Linked DNA regions of Mus musculus: region 2 is linked to region 1. A link is a contact called in public HiChIP or PLAC-seq data. All regions are on one chromosome and are shown on one strand. The core of a region is the stretch at or near the end of the contact, and the rest is flanking DNA. Distances in the headings are between cores, read along the strand shown.

Region 1 (7,872 bases), core at 3,487-5,986:
CCTTGAGCTCACAGAGATCTGTCTGTCTCTGCCTCCCGAGGGCTGGGATTAAAAGGATGCACTACCATACCCAGCTGTACTTCTGTTTTGTCAGTTAGACTGACAGGTGGAGGGAGAAAAAACAAGCAATGAGGTCATTGAACAGGTTCATGCCGGGGTGAGCAGGACACCGACCTCGTGCTTTGGGAGTGAACAGAGGGAAACGTTGCTTGGTCCAGCGTGCTGGTGGATGGTGATGGGATATCTATTGGTCAGATAAAGTGATGCAAAGAGGGAAGCAAAAGGAACTCAAAGGCAAGGGAACAAAGCCTGGGTCGGGTTTCCCCTTTTTCATAGTTTCTCCGAACAACTGTTTCTATAGTCAAAGACCGCCAACAGATCTTAGGATCCTTAGAATGGACCAAAAAGCAATTTGTGTTGCTTTCATAGTTATAAAAATAAAGCTGTAGATTTGCACCTTACCTACTTCCTTTTTTGAACAATAAAAATAGTATATGCTAAAATCAATGTTTTAATTAATTTGCTAGTAAACACTTACATATTGATTACACAGTTAGAGAGAGTGGGGATCATGCACAAAGGTATAAAATTCCACCTGCTCGTTCACAGCACTCTGAAGAAGTCACTGCAACTCAGCAGTGAGTTTTATGTGCATTTTAAAAAGTTTATTTAACAAAGATGCTATTCCATTTTACACGCCTCGGCAAGCTTCACGGAGAGGTCTGACGGTGATTTGTTATGATCCTGCGCCACACATACACACTCTGAGAGAGCTAAGATTTGTGCTCTCTAAGCTTCTGACTGTTCTACACTGTGCACATGCAAGATGGAGCAGCAAGATCCACTGTGTGAACCGCCAGCCGCAGCTCCTGGCCTACTGAGAAACATCCAAAAGTGGGAGCCATTGTTTTTCATAAGTCATACAGTATGAAGACACTGCCATTCAAAACAGCTCATCACATTATCGGCTGCATGAAACTCGAGAGTGGAGATGTCACAAGCTGTCTTTTAGTCCTTTTGCACTAATGGCCATTGCTGCCTAGTAAACTTCCCTGCCAGCCTGGATATCTAGTGCTCTCCACGCATACTGAATAGCCTCCCCAAGGCCTGTGTCAGCTGTTCAAATTTTCCTCCTACCAGGATCTCTCTCCTCTCTCAGCTGGACTTCGGAGCCTTCTCCAAAAGCCACAGCAGCCCACACTGATAACAGCATAGTCAGACTATATGGCCTATTTCTTAGTAGCTATGTGACTTTGAACGTGTGACTCAACCTCCCCATGCCTCAGTTTCCCCATCTAAATGATAAACATTTACCACATGTATAGTGGGATTACAAGAGCCTACAGGATAAAGCAGTGTCTGTAGCATAGCGCTTACTCAGAGGAGTTCAAATACAGTTACGATCCATCGTTTCAGGCCAAGTTCAAGGTCCATCTCCTCCAAACTGTCCAGACTTCTCACCAATACCCACCCCAACTCCTTTACCTCTGTATTCACCTATGAAGACAGTCCCTGAGGTTGAGAGTGTAGCTAAGTAGCAGAGCTCTTGTCCTGCATACAAAAGGCCCAGGCTTGTGTCCCCAGCATTAAAGAGAGAAGAGCAGAGAAAGTAATGCCCCTCCCCTGCTTTCAGAGACCCAATGAACAAAATAATATAGAAACATAATATGACATTCAAATAATTTACTTCCTTAGCCAACTTTAACATAATGCCGTATTCCCCACATGATCGCTCAGCAAAGTCATTTATATCTTGTCTATTGTCTGTCCATAGGCTCACCTTCCCTAGCTTGAACTGTGAGCCTTTGAAGACAGGACTCAGTCATGACTCCATCTGTAATTAGGTCAAAATGTAGGACTTCCTGAGAAAGCACAGCTTTGCGGCTGTAACAAAATACCGAGCAAGTCGATAAGAGATGAAGGTACAGTAATGAACATGATCAGGCTCTCCCCAATGCAGGCTGTGAATCCGAGTTCTGACCACATTATTCACCAACAAATTGAACAAAACAAACCCTAGGAAATGGTCAGTGGTGTATATGAAGATGGAAATCAAGTTATAGAATCAATGGCAGATGAACAGATAAAGTCAATCTGGGACACACACAATGGAGTGCCACTCAGCCATGAAGAAGAACGGGATTATGTCATTCTTCAGGTAACTGGAGGTTATCTATCCTGTTCTGAGTGCAGAAAGATGAATATCACATGCTTTTTTTCATGTGGGGAAATCTCAGGTTTTTTAAGTGGTTAATTTGGAAGACAAGGGAGACTAGTGGGACAGGAAGAGGGGCCAGAGAGGGTCACAGAGGCTGAACATGATCAGAGTACATTACGTACATGTGAAAATAATACAAAACAAAGGAGCCAGGGGGATGCTTCACACCTGTCATCTGTCACTCAGAAAGCCAAGTCAGGAGGCTCATACCGAGTCCAATACCAACCTGGGCATCCAGAGGTACGTACAGAGATTGCCAAGAATCCGTGACAACAAAACATACATTTATTTTCTATAAGTTAAAAGAGAAGGAAGAGGAGGAGGAGGAGGAGGAGGTTCATTGTAGAGTTTCCTTCGTGTACATTCATGACTGAGATGAAAGCAAACATTAGGAAGGAAAGGTGGGATGTGACCCAGAGGACTAAGCCACATTCCAAGCCCCCTACCCCCCACTTTCTATATTTACAGAGTTGCCCAGAAACTCTTCACTTTTTACTACACTTTTAGGTTTGAACTGCTTTTTATTGTTTTCTAAACTTATTTATTGAAATAAGTTCTAACTAGATAACTCTGTCTGGCCTGGAACTCACAGTCACCCCCCTGTATTTGTCTCCTTAGTGCTGGGATTAAAGGTATGTATTACCACACTCCAGAAAAAAATATATTTCTACTGTTTAATGTTTTGCGGTGCTGGGGCTGGAACCTACACAATGCTAGGCAGGTACAGCTTTAATTCCATCCTTAGCCCAATATGTTTACTTTAATTTTTTTAATTTTAATTTTCTAATTTTAAAAAGATTTATTTATTTGTTATTTATATGAGTACACTGTAGCTGTCTTCAGACACACCAGAAGATGATTACACACCAGAAGAAGGCATCGGATCCCATTACAGATGGTTGTGAGCTGCACCATGTGGTTGCTGGGAATTGAACTCAGGATCTCTGGAAGAGCAGCCAGTGCTCTTAACCACTGAGCCATCTCTCCAGCCCTTTAGTTTTTAAAGATTTATTTATTTTATGTATATGAATACACTGTCACTCTCTTCTGACACACCAGAAAAGGGCATCACATCTCACTATAGATGGTTGTGAGCCACCATGTTGTTGCTGGGAATTGAACTCAGGACCTCTGGAAGAACAGTCAGTGCTCTTAACCACAGAGCCATCTCTTCAGCCCCCCAAGGCAACACGTATAAAGGAAAACATTTAATTGGGGCTGGTGTACAGTTTCAGAGGTTTAGTCCATTATCATCATGGTGAGAAGCATGGCAGCATCCAGGCAGACTTGATGCTGGAGGAGCCAAGAGTTCTACCTCTTGATAAAAGGAAGCAAGGTAGGAGACTAGATTCCACAGTGGGCGGAGCTTGAGTATAGGAGACCTCAAAGCCCGCCCACACAGTGACACACTTCCTCCAATAAGACCACACCTCCTACTAGTGTCACACCCTATGGGTTAAGCTTTCAAATATTTGAGTCTATAGGGGCCAAGTCTATGCAAACTACCACACCCTGAATGTATATATGTATATTATGTGCATACCTGAGGCCTAGAGATGTCAGATGTTTTCAGATTCCCTGAGACTGGAGTTACAGACCATTGTGAGTCACCATGCGGGTGTTGGGAACAAACCTGGGGTCTTTCTCAAGAATAACAAGGGCTCTCAACCCCTGAGCCAATGCTCAAACTCCCCACATGCTTACTCTTAAAAAGTTAATTAACATAATAATTTATGAAACTGGAGAAGCAGAGGCTGAGATAATGTTTTGAAATGGTATTTCTATGTAAAACACTAGTTGGGCACCTACTTAGACTTGCATGCTTTTGTTTTGTGTTGCTGGGGGTGAACCAGAGGTTCATGCCCTGTCACTAGGTTACACCCACAGCTTCTGCTTCTTGCTTTGATTCTCCAGCATCACCACACAGTCTCTGGGTGAGTCACGGTGTCTTAGGGTTTTAATTATCTCCAGAGATACTTTCAGGTCTTTGCTCCAACATGGATCTTTTGTAAGCCCTTGGCTTTTATTTTCAGCTTCTTGCTCTCTATTCTTTTGTGTCCTTCCACTATAACAGGGCGTTCTTATCAACCCAAACAGACCCTGCCCATCTCTACCTACCCCTCCTATGAGTAGCTCCTGCCCATCTTGAGACAAGCCTTTTTTTGCTATCATTCTGATCATGCCACATTTTCAGCACTTAAACTCCGAAGTCAGAAACTTAAGAGAGAGAGAGAAAGAGAAACAGAGACAGAGACAGACAGAGAGAGAGAGAGGGAAAGAAAAAGACTTATCTATTCACCCATCCCAAACATGTTTTTGAGCACCTAACATTTCCAGGCATTCTCTTAGACCCAGGAAATAACCTGTACCCTCTCCTCTTTCCCGGAGTTTACATTCTAGCATATTTTTAGTATAGTTCACATCTTTGTCCGTAACTAAAAATGCTGGTGCCAGAGAGGCAGACTGGTAATAAACAGGGCTGGATTTTTCCCTTATCTTAAGGGCACTTCAACTGAGCCATGTAAACAAGTCTCCCTGGAAGGTTAGGCAGTTTCCAGGAAAGGGAGGAGGACTCTGGGAAGCCTGCTGGGTACCTGGATCTACCCAGGACTGTATCCCAAAACGGGTATCTCACCCAAAAGGCCTACCCTGGGTTTTGAATGAAGCTAGTTTCACAAGTGTTGATTACCACATTTCAGCCATTTAGGGAAAATAAAGGTGGCTGTTTTGTTTGATACTGCCTTAGGATGTCAATGGCCCCTCCTACCTCAGGGGTGAGAGCTCTTCCCTGCCTGGCTATCACAATGTCAGCTGACACAATGTTTGTTGATGGTTTGATAATAAACATGGTTGCCATGCAAGTTGAAGCTACTGACTAGAACAAAACTATCAATATTGTCTCTATCATAACAAATGATAAAATGAACTGTTGATACAAACTGATAGCAGCCAAGTAAGCTTGTGTGTGTCTGTCTGTCTGTCTGACTGACTGTCTGTTTGTCTGTCCGAGTATGGATCTGTGGGCATGAGTGCTGGTGCTGGAGAAGGCTAGAGGCATAAGATTCCCCGAGGCTGGAGTTACAGGTGCTTGTGAGCCATGTGACGTGGGTGCTGGGAACTAAATTCTAACCCTTTGGAAGAACAACCCATAGTTGTAACCTCTGAGCCATCTCCTCAACTCTGAAGCTCATGTGATTATTTACAGTATCTAAAATCATTGTCATGACTTCAAAAAAAAAAAAAAAAGAATATTCACAATCTTCTTGAACTAGTCATCAAAGAGAATATTCCCTCTAACCCCATGCAGTGCTGACACTGTCCGTCAAGATTCACTGGGGAAAAAGCTTATTATTTTAAACTTTGGACTGATATATTGGCAGCTAACAAGGTCACTGGCATTCTTTATCCAGTTTCACCTGCAGAGAATTTACTTACTCCAGGAATGTGACTGTCACCAGGTTAAAGAGCTTTAAAGAGCTTCAGATAGCACCAGGCAATGCTGACTAGCAGATCCCCAAGCCAGCAAAGGCGGTGGAGATGCACACATGGGCGCCCACAACAGACATGTGCTTCTCTCTCCCCTGAAATCCTACATTTATCTACACCTGCGGAAATCAGTTGAATTGATTTTAATTATTTTTAAAGGGCATTTTATTTGTGTGCGCGCGCGCATGTGGGGTGTGTCGGAGGGATTTCGGGAGTCAGTTCCCTCCTGGTGGTGGAAGATAGCACGGTCTCACTTCAGGGCTCTATCTGATGTTAGCTTAGTCTGGAAGGCTTTATGCCCAGGTGACCATCTGACTTTATCGTTATGTCCAAGCTAGAAGAGGCATTCCCTAGCTACCCCTTTACAGCAAGAGATGGTACACAAGGCCTTGCACCTGTTACTCAAGTGCCTTACCACTGAGCTACACCACCAGCCACACCCCCTCTAAGAGTCTTCATCTTCCTTCCCAACTGCATTCCCCCTTAGCACTTAATCCATGACCAGTACTTAATATGTATACACATTTTATACATTTATTCACATAAGCAGGTAAGTAGGTACGACATAGTGTGCGTAAAAGTCAGACAACCATTTGTAGGAACCAGCTCTTCCCCTCCACCATGTGGGATTAAGGGCGAGTACCTTTCTTCACCTGTCAATCATCTCATCAGCCCCATGACCTATAATTTTCCTTTCTTTCTTTTTTTTTTTTTTGTACATTTATCTACTGTTTCCTTCCATCTTATTTAATCTTTTCCACGGTTATCTTTGATTCCTTTTTTTGTTTGTTTGGTTTTTTTTGTTTGTTTGTTTTTTTGTTTTGTTTTTTCGAGACAGGGTTTCTCTGTATAGCCCTGGCTGTCCTGGAACTCACTTTGTAGATCAGGCTGGCCTCGAACTCAGAAATCCGCCTCCCTCTGCCTCCCGAGTGCTGGGATTAAAGGCATGCACCACCACGCCCAGCTTAATAATTCCTTATTTTTTTATTAGATATTTTCTTTATTTACATTTCAAATGTTATCCCCTTTCCTGGTTTCCCCTCTGAAAATCCCCTGTCCTCTCCCCCCTGCCCCCTTCTCACCAACCCACCCACTCCCGCTTTCTGGCCCAGGCATTCCTCTATACTGGGGCATAGAACCTTCACAGGACCAAGGGCCTCTCCTCCCATTGATGATTGACTAGGCCATCCTCTACTACATATGCAGGTGAATCCATGGGTCCCACCATGCGTTTTCTTTGGTTGGTAATTTAGTTCCTGGGAGCTCTGAGGGTACTGGTTAGTTCATATTATTGTTCCTCCTATGGGGCTACAAACCCCTTCAGCTCCTTGGGTCCTTTCTCTAGCTTGACCTATAACTTTTCTTGTGTGTCTTCCTTATTACCTGTCTCTCACTCAAATATCAGTCTATGAGAAGTCTGGCTGATGCCTGTCATAATTTGTCCCCAGCACGCAGAACAGTGCAGGAACCAAGATTAGTGTCCAGTATTCATCATCTAGCTAAGCAACGTGTCATTGCCATAGCAACCAGGTGTTGTTGGGTGCCTCAGATTTCAATAATGGTACTATCTCTACCGGACTGTAAAGTTAGTGTACGCACTTGGTTTATAACAAATGTCCATAAATTCTCAGCTACAGAACAGAATGCTGATGCTCAGAGGGTGAAATGGCTTGTGTGTGCATGGCTGAACATTAGGAAGAGGAAAGAGCTGAGGTAGAGTTCCAGACAGACTCCAAAGCCCACATCCTCCAGTCTGCTGCCTCTGAGAACCCCTCAAGATCTTTGTCCCAGACTAATACTTCTCCACTTGTCAGTCTAATCCCTCAAGTGCCCAAGAAACCCAACACTCTACATTTCTGTGTCCTGATCCTTCTTTTTCAGAAGTCCTAAGAACTGGAAACCGATTACATAAGCTTATAGATTTAACAGCAGTCACAGATCATGCATGGGAAAGCAAGCTGGCATCTACCGCCCCAGCGGTAGGGAGGTGTGGCTACGCAAAACCGAACACATAACACCTTCTGCTTAATCTCATCTCTATCTGGGGTCTGATTAGAATCCAGCTCATCCTGCAGAGGGCAATCACACCCGAATTTCACGGCTATGTGATGTCCCAACTTAAGAGGTTCCTCTCCTTTTCCTCACAACTCTTTCCGGCACACTGGCCT
Region 2 (7,872 bases), core at 2,213-4,712, 180 kb before region 1:
CGAAGAGTACACCAAAGGCTCTGAGAACTTGGGTGTGTCAGAAACGTTGCTCAAGTCCCAAACTAAAGCCAGAGGGGCTCAGTGAGTACAGAGCTCTGTAACCTCACAGAGGCTCCCAAACCGAAATGGGTGCTGGAACCACACTATCCAAAACTGAGACGGAACTTACGGTCTGGGCCTGCAGTAACCAGGCCTGCCTCAATCACCATTCTACAGAGGGCTGTGCCAGCAGGACCAGGGCCTCGCAGCACAGAATACAATATACAGTTACTCAGGTATAAAGAGCCAGAAAGGGTAACAGTGATGCTAGACTGGAGATAATGCTTACATTAGGATTACCATAGTCTTTAAAAATGCTTTCTTAAATAAGCATTCTTCATGATAAGAGCAAAATCACTTGAAGATTCGAGCAAAAAGGAACTAAAAAACAGAAAGTTTAGAACTGAAAATGATAATCTGAAACAACAACAAAATCACTGGCAGGAATGAACTAAGAGCGTGAACCTGAGGTCAGACGGACACAAACTAACCAATGAGAAGGACAGAGCTTCAGGGAGTCAGGCGAATGAGAAACTCTAACACTGAATCATCATGCTAAGAGAAGAGTTAGTGTGCATAAGATAACTGATGTGTAACTAAAGAAACAGTGATTGAAAATGCCCCATCTACCCACAGCCCTGGGCAGCTCCGTGCACACACTCCACAAGCAGTGATGACAGGCGTGTGGTGAGCAGAAGCGGGCAGCCACATTTAAATGCCTGGAAATTGTTTCTCAGAAGGAACAGAAAACATGTCTGCATATGTGACAAAAGACGGCCAGCCCAGACTTCACATCCAGTGAGTGAGAATATTCTAGAGACATACAGACGAACCCACATCACTGCAGATCTATTCTGAGGAAAATGCTAAAGGAAATCTTTCTCAGGATGAGAGGAGACAGGGCCAGAGAGGAACCTGGAACTCCAGAACTGAAGCTCAGCAGAAATGGGAGGCGGTGAGCCGAGGAGTCGTAGCTGTCTAAAAGGACCCACCAGCCACAGCGTTCTCAACAGCAATGGAGTAGAATAGTTTTAAATGCTACTGCCATCTATTTCCCTACAAACCATGCCGATATGGGAACTGGTGGAATTTTGTGTTAAAAATACAAAACAAAACAGGCCCCACACAAAGCCTTACAGCCCCCACACGGGCTGCTCCATTTCCTCAGAGGAGGAGTATTAATTCTGTAAATTAAGCATCCAAAACCTAGAACGAGAGGCTGGAGAGGTGGCTCGGCGGCTAAGAGCACTGATTGCTCCTGCATGGGATCCAGGTTCCAGTTCTAGCGCCCATGATAGCTCAACCACCTGCAGCTCCGGTTCCAGAGGACCTGACGTCCCATTCTGACCTCCATGGGCACCAGGCGTGCATGTGGGGGGTGTGTATGTGTGTGCATGGTATGTATACACACACACATATACACATAAAACAATAAATCTCTTTAAAAATGAAGATGAGAAAACATAATATATACTTTGCTTCTTTGCCACTGTAATGCAGAGATGTCTATATACAAAAAGGAAAATATGCAGTTAAAGATGGAATGGCATATATATATATATCTGTGGTAGAACAGAGCCCTCTGATTCCCAAGTGCAGAACGCACAAAATGGGCACAGTCAGCAGGGCTGACAGGGACATGCTAGGAGGTGTTCAACAGAGCAGGGATCTGAAAGAGAAGCCTTTGGTTGGAAGAAATGAGTTTCTGTAGTCCCTGTTACAACATGCAGCAGGGAGCTCACAAATCTTCTAACAGGATGCCTCTCAAAGCTTTCCTTGTTTTTTTTTGGGGGGGGGGGGAGTGAGTGCGCGTGCCCATGTCCTGTGGTTTCATCCAACACATTAGGAAGAGGGCCTGGAATAAGTACGTACAACAAATAGAATCCCATATGCAAGTCCTCCTGACATCAATGCCACCAAAGCACATACTCCATGTTCCACTGAAGCAAGCCGCACGTGTCGTTTTGCAGAGGGCACAGCTGGGATCTAGGTACAGCTATAGGCAAAGTGGAAGGCCGCTCTGCCCTGCAGGCACAGCTTGGCCCTGATCTCCACAGGACACAGGGAGGCTGTGGCAACAGCAAGGTCATCATAACATGCTTGACAGTTACAAGTTCTGTAGGTGGACCAGTGCTGCATTACGTTCCAACCGTGTGCTTTAAATAAAGCTCTTCTCTGAGCACTGCAAGAGCTGTGGGTGGTAAGGTCAGCCGCACCTTTTCGTAGATGTGCCTTGCCAGCCACTGCTTCCCTGAGCAAAATTTTAAAACTCTAGTTTTGCTCTTGACATAAGCTACCACCATTGCTGAGAACCGTGTCAGAGCCCCTGGGGTGCGGTCCCAGCTGTGACACCTCTAATGACTCAATCTCTCCAAGGTTTCATTCATCGTTTGCAGAATGAGACTGACAGTGGCTTTCCTGTCTGTCAGAGCCACAGGTCCATGGTCCCCCTCCTAGTCCTTAGGGGCTGGTAGTCACTTGTGGTCATGAGAAGGGCCTGGCTCCCCTGGGAAGCAGAACAAGTGTCCCCACCCTACCTTTTTCTCATTGACATCCTCCTGCCCCTCCTCCTCCTGCAGCTCCTCCGGCATGTCTTTGATTTTGTTGAGCAGCTCCGCCTTGGCAGCAGAGACACTGTAGTAGGCAGGACAGTTGACCAGCACACTCACTGCCTCCTTGTGGTCGCTCCTGAAACACACAGCTCAAGCTCAGAACCGTGCAAAGTCCTCCTTAATTTCCCCCAGACATAGTGACTGATGAGCAATTTACTGATAGTGACTGTGCTGGGCTCCCACGGCCAGGCAAACCCAGGATGCAAAGTTCCTAAGGGCAGTGCTGGAGATGGCATCAAGAATTTGAAACTAGCCAAGGCTATTCCATCCCAAGAGAATGTAAAAAAAAAAAAAAAAAAAAAAAAAAAAGTGGAGGGAGAAAAGAAATGTAAAGTCTACCTGCTGATTACACAGGGGGTGGGGAGCTCAGAGCTGTCCAAGAAAACCAGGAACTGAAAACCATGGTATCTCATGCTGTTTGTTTTACCATAGCGGAGTTGCTTTTCCAAGTCTGTTTCATTTTTGTGAGGAGATGGGGGTGGAACCTGGGTCCTCAGGCATGCTGGGGGCAGGTCAGGGTTCAGATATACCACATGCAAGTACGATCTCTTGGAGAGAGAGTTTAACTCTTCAGTGATAGATTATTTAACTGTGGCCCTGTGATTTTACTCAAGAACTAGACATACAACATCTTCACTGGTCTCTTTAAGCAGTGTATCCGCGTGTAAGCCAGCTGACTAGAAAGCTGGAAAAAGCCTCCACACGCATGTGTGACGCTTCTATCAGCTTCTCCCCAGTGTTCCTGGCTCAGGAGTCTGATGAAGCCTCACAATGCTATTTGCCACAGCAGGACGACGTTTACTGTCACCAGAAGGTGGCGCGTGTCATCTTTCTGAAACCCTCGGGAAGGACTAGGACAGGATCATTTCACTACCAAACTCACCAGGGACTATAAATTCTCAGACAGTAGCTTTCTGAGGACATCTGTGAATCTACACTGGTCTCTGTGCAGCACGTAGTCAGATAACAACAGCATGGGCACTGACTCTCACCATGATGAACTGCACAGTGAACATTTGCTCCAACCCAGAGCGAGTCTCAGTGGGAAACGCTCTCAGAGGGCATCCTTTGGGGCCATGTGGTGCTCAGTGACTGCCCTTTACAGTGCAGGTGTCCAGCGATGTTTGCTACAGTGTGATTCTGGAGAGGTCACCTGCACCAAAGACAGCCTCAACTCCCCAAATCTGAAGCTGAAGAGACAGGCAAGGAAGCTGCGAGGCCGTGAACAGATGCGCTCTGAGAATATAGCCCACAAATGGCAAAAGCTATGCACACAGCTCTTTTCTCCCTCCCACCCAAATAAAACAGCGCTCCTGCTACTGACTCAGTTACAGTCAGCTGCAAGTTTCTAAACGGCAAACCCGTATTTGGGTGAACTGTTCTGTTTTTATTTTATCTGGAAGCTACTTACTGCTGAGTCGCAGTCTGTCAATATTATCACTAAAAACTAAAAAGGAAATAAAACCCACTCTACATCTTTCTCCTCATAGTCCTTTAACCAAGTATGTAAGCAAATCTCAGAATAATTTTAAAAAATCCACAAAATAGGAAATATAACTGCTCACAGTTCTCCCACTGTGGCTGGGCCCTGGGGTGATGTTCCAAGACCAGCAGAGGGCTCAAGAGCCTCCAGAGTGGGGGTCAGGTGAGGGGGTGGGGGCGGGGTGGCTAAGTGGCCCCGGCATACCCAGGAGAGGGTTTCCCACTGACATCTGTTCAAATTTGAGCAAATGTTCACCTCAATGCCTCAAAGTGCATGTCCTATACAATAAACACATCTATTTCTCCAGGCCCCTCCCCCTTTCATAAAGACTGGTCCACTTGGTTCTTGTAGACGCCCACATCCTGCCTTTGCTCCCTTCTCAGCACTGAGCCTGGGGGGACGTCCCTGAAAGTCACCTACAACAGGAGAGACAACCATGTGTTTGCCGAGTTAGGGACAGACACGGGACAATTGCTGTGGCTCACTTGCCAGGGCCTGCCTAGGTGGATCAAGGCGTTAATACGCCTCTGTGTTTCTGAGGTGGCTGGCGGTCCTCTCAAAGGTGCGCTGTGAAGATGAGCTGCAATAATGTTTATATAAGGATGTGTGATGCACAGAAAATGACCTCTGGCTACAAATAACAGTGGTTCCTACTGCTCTCATTCTTGCTGTTGGGCATCTGCCCCACCTCCGGCCCGAAGGCTGGGATGGAATGTCACTCTTTGCCAGTGGCCTATGGTAGGGACATGTCACATCCAAAACCTATCATCACCCCACAGGAGTTGAGTCACAGGCTCTTTGGGGTGGACTAGAGGGGACTTACGCCTTGGCTTCACATCCCGCACGCCTGGCGGTGATGTCTAAGGCTTTCCTCTTTGCGCCACTATCCATCAGCACACTGGCGTCTCCAGGGAATAAACCCTCCATCAGGTCCATCGTTGTCTTCATCCTGGAGTCAGGATCTAAAATGTCTGCCAGAGACTTGTCTTGGTGGACAATTTCCTTGGCTAGAGCCTCTGTCCGGATATCTTCTGAGGTCTTCTGAGGCTCGGCGTGAGTTTTCTTTCCTAGATCCTGAGTTCTCTCGACAGGTTCATAAGTGAGGTTTCGGGTCTGGCTGGGACAGAGCTGCTTGCCAGGAGAACCGTTGAGCTGAGGCTGGGCGCTCGCGCTGGAAGGCGTGTTGGACTCGGCTTCTGAACCTTTGGCCGAGGTTTGGGGTGGTGTGGCAGTCATTATCTGACTACCTTCGGAATGGGCTGCCCCAGGCACGTGCCCTTCCCTTGTGACCATCACCCTGGGAATTCTGCAGGGGCTGTGAAGGGAAGAAGAGAGAGAGCGGGTAAGGGGCGCATTGATGGTGCTGAGGATGAGGGCACAGGAGATGTGAAGGAGACACATTAGGACTAGAGCATCCCAGAGCAGGAGTGGCTGACATAAGGAGACACATCTGCGGCACTCTCCCACGACCACGGGGTTCTGAAGGGCCTTCTTCTGAGCCCAGGGCTGGTTCCTACATACATTCACTAGGACTCAGTTTTGACGAGTGTTGCTGTTGGGCCCCGGAGCTTTCTGGGAGGTACAGACAGGCAGAGGGTAGTGGTGGTGAGTGACCTCTGTGGCATCCAAGAGATGATACCCCACAGAGGTTATTTTGTGTTTGAGACAGAGTTCTCTCTTGCTACATAGTCCTGGCTGTCATGGAACTCACAGAGATCTTAGGGCAGCATTGTGCCATAGTATATGTGTGGAGGTCAGAGGGCAGATTCTCCCTTTCCACCATAGTGGGCCTGGAGAGCAAACTCTAGTCACCAGGCTTGGTGGCACTTGCCAACTAAGCCATCTTGCTGGATCCCAAGAAGAGAATTCTGTTATGAGCAATCACTAGTCTCAGAAACTGTGCTGGGAAATGCTAGTTCTGCACCAGCCTGGCTTCACTTCACCGTCTGTTAGCTCCATCCTGTACCTCTGGCATGGAGTGTCCGCAGACAGGAGGTGGCCATCGAAATTCAGCCTCTTCTTTGAGAGGCTGCCTCCAGGCTGTGTGTGTGTGTGTGTATTCTAACTTCAGTGTTTTCTCCAATGTCTGTTCTATCAGCATTATTTATTTTAAATGTATGAGTCCTCTGTCTGCATCTACATGCCGGAAGAGGGCATCAGATCCATTTTCTAGATGGTTGTGAGCCACCATGTGGTTGGTGGGAATCAAACTCAGGACTTCTGGAAGAACAGCCAGTGCTCTTAACCACTGAGTCATCTCTCCAAGCTTTCCCAGCCCCCCTTTATATTATACTTTTTTTTTAAACTGATCTAAAACTCAGTCAGACAAGAGGAACTGCGTCTTGGCTCTTCAAATCATCACTTCTCTGCAGACAATACATGCCAGCCCCCCAAGGCAAACTTTATAGAGTTGTGTTGAACTTGTATAAAGAATCTCTGTCCCCATGCTCTCCTGTGCGCGACAGAGGGACGCCCTGGTCAACACCTGAGAGTGAAGGATGGCCGCTTCCCCTCACCATCACTGCCCACTCACCCGCTGCCAGCTTCCGTGGATGCCTCACCATCCAGCAGTACCTCACACAGGGCTTGGGGAGGAGGAGGCGGAGGAAAGTCATCTGTGCCATTCACTAGAGGTTCCTCGCTCGGTGGCGAAGGTGGCGGGGGTGGGGGAAGAGCTTCAAATGTGGGGCTTGAAGTAACCTTGGGGTGCAAGTCCTTCATGAACACTTCGTCATCATAGTCCCCCCGGGGCGGTGGGGAAGGTTGAAGGGCTGACTCCGATATTCGGAGCGAGATCCTTCCTGGAGTGTCTGGGTCAGAAGTGCTGCAGGAACTCGGACGACTCGGCTGGTTTCTATAGTGCTTCAGGTTCGCAAACTCAGGCGCCAAGGTGTCCTCAGCAAGGCCGTCCTCTCTGACCGCGTGGGCCCATTTCACCCAAGGGGGAGGGGGTCGCTGAGGCAGGGATGTCCTCTTCCACATCCCCTCCCCTAGCCCATATGCTGGGCTGCTGAGCTCAGGGCTTCTTGGACTGGTAGGCTGGGTCACTGCAGAGGCAGGGGATGAGGGAGGCTGTTGCCCAGTCTGCTGATCCATGGCAAGCTGTGACCGGTAACTGGAGGGGACAGGTGATGGCAGAGGGGAGCTGAGTGAGGCAGCTCTGGCGTCTGGGAAGTGGCCGTGCATTCCTGCTGAGAGTGGCCTAGGACCAGGCGCTCTACGTTGCTTCAGATGATCCGCGGCTCCAGAAGATTCGGGAGGAGCTGAGGAAGCCACAGTGGCTTTGCAGCCTGAGCCGTTCCAGCAGGGCGTAGGGTGGTGCAGGGGCAATGCCAGCTCATTCTGGCCTTTGTCTGAGCAGCTGAGAGACCTGGAATGGGGCACAGACTTGAGGGTCAGAGCTCTGCAGAGGGGGCAAGCAGTAAGCATCAGAAACACAGACGAGCTAAGTTACACTAAGTAGCGGGCAGGCAGAGGACCCACAGGCAGGGTCAGAGTCCTTTCACTAGCCCTCCCCACGGCCCCTACTCCTGCCATGACACACATGTAAAATGGCTTCTGAGGACAGGCATGAAGGAAAAACAACAACTTTCCTTAGCTCCTTTTGGACTACTTTGGGGAACAGCTCTAGGCTCTGGGGAGAAAGACTGATGCCTCTATGTGTCCCTGAACCATAACAATGGAGGGGTCTGCCTGGGGGAGTGTGTGTGTGTGTGTGTGTGTGTGTGTGTGTGTGTG

What was found. HiChIP or PLAC-seq counts read pairs in DNA pulled down with a chosen protein or histone mark.
Region 2: a contact with region 1 is called in an H3K27ac HiChIP or PLAC-seq map of trophoblast stem cells, with 4 times the contacts expected there. The contact joins two enhancer-like sites. A contact is called at or near these places in 2 of 484 Hi-C or Micro-C datasets (embryonic stem cells and muscle stem cells), 6 of 115 datasets of contacts at active chromatin or transcription factors (differentiating embryonic stem cells, embryonic stem cells, pancreatic cancer cells and 1 more) and 2 of 9 other capture datasets (adipose tissue and embryonic stem cells).

What each region holds. Positions count from the first base shown.
Region 1 is chr5:92,770,870-92,778,741 of GRCm38.p6, reverse strand. The region is part of intron 1 of Shroom3 (shroom family member 3); the gene reads right to left. Among named protein-coding and RNA genes, the nearest start is that of Mir1961, 14 kb to the left of the region's middle. Within about 2 kb of position 4,736, at least 39 of the 459 cell types and tissues checked have an H3K27ac peak or open chromatin away from gene starts, as enhancers often do. A contact at or near this core is called in trophoblast stem cells, where this site is marked.
Region 2 is chr5:92,950,116-92,957,987 of GRCm38.p6, reverse strand. It overlaps Shroom3 (shroom family member 3), which reads right to left. Exons shown (of 11, transcript NM_015756.2): 7 at 6,668-7,504; 8 at 4,958-5,449; 9 at 2,577-2,727. Among named protein-coding and RNA genes, the nearest start is that of Gm36764, 55 kb to the left of the region's middle. Within about 2 kb of position 3,462, at least 31 of the 459 cell types and tissues checked have an H3K27ac peak or open chromatin away from gene starts, as enhancers often do. A contact at or near this core is called in trophoblast stem cells, where this site is marked.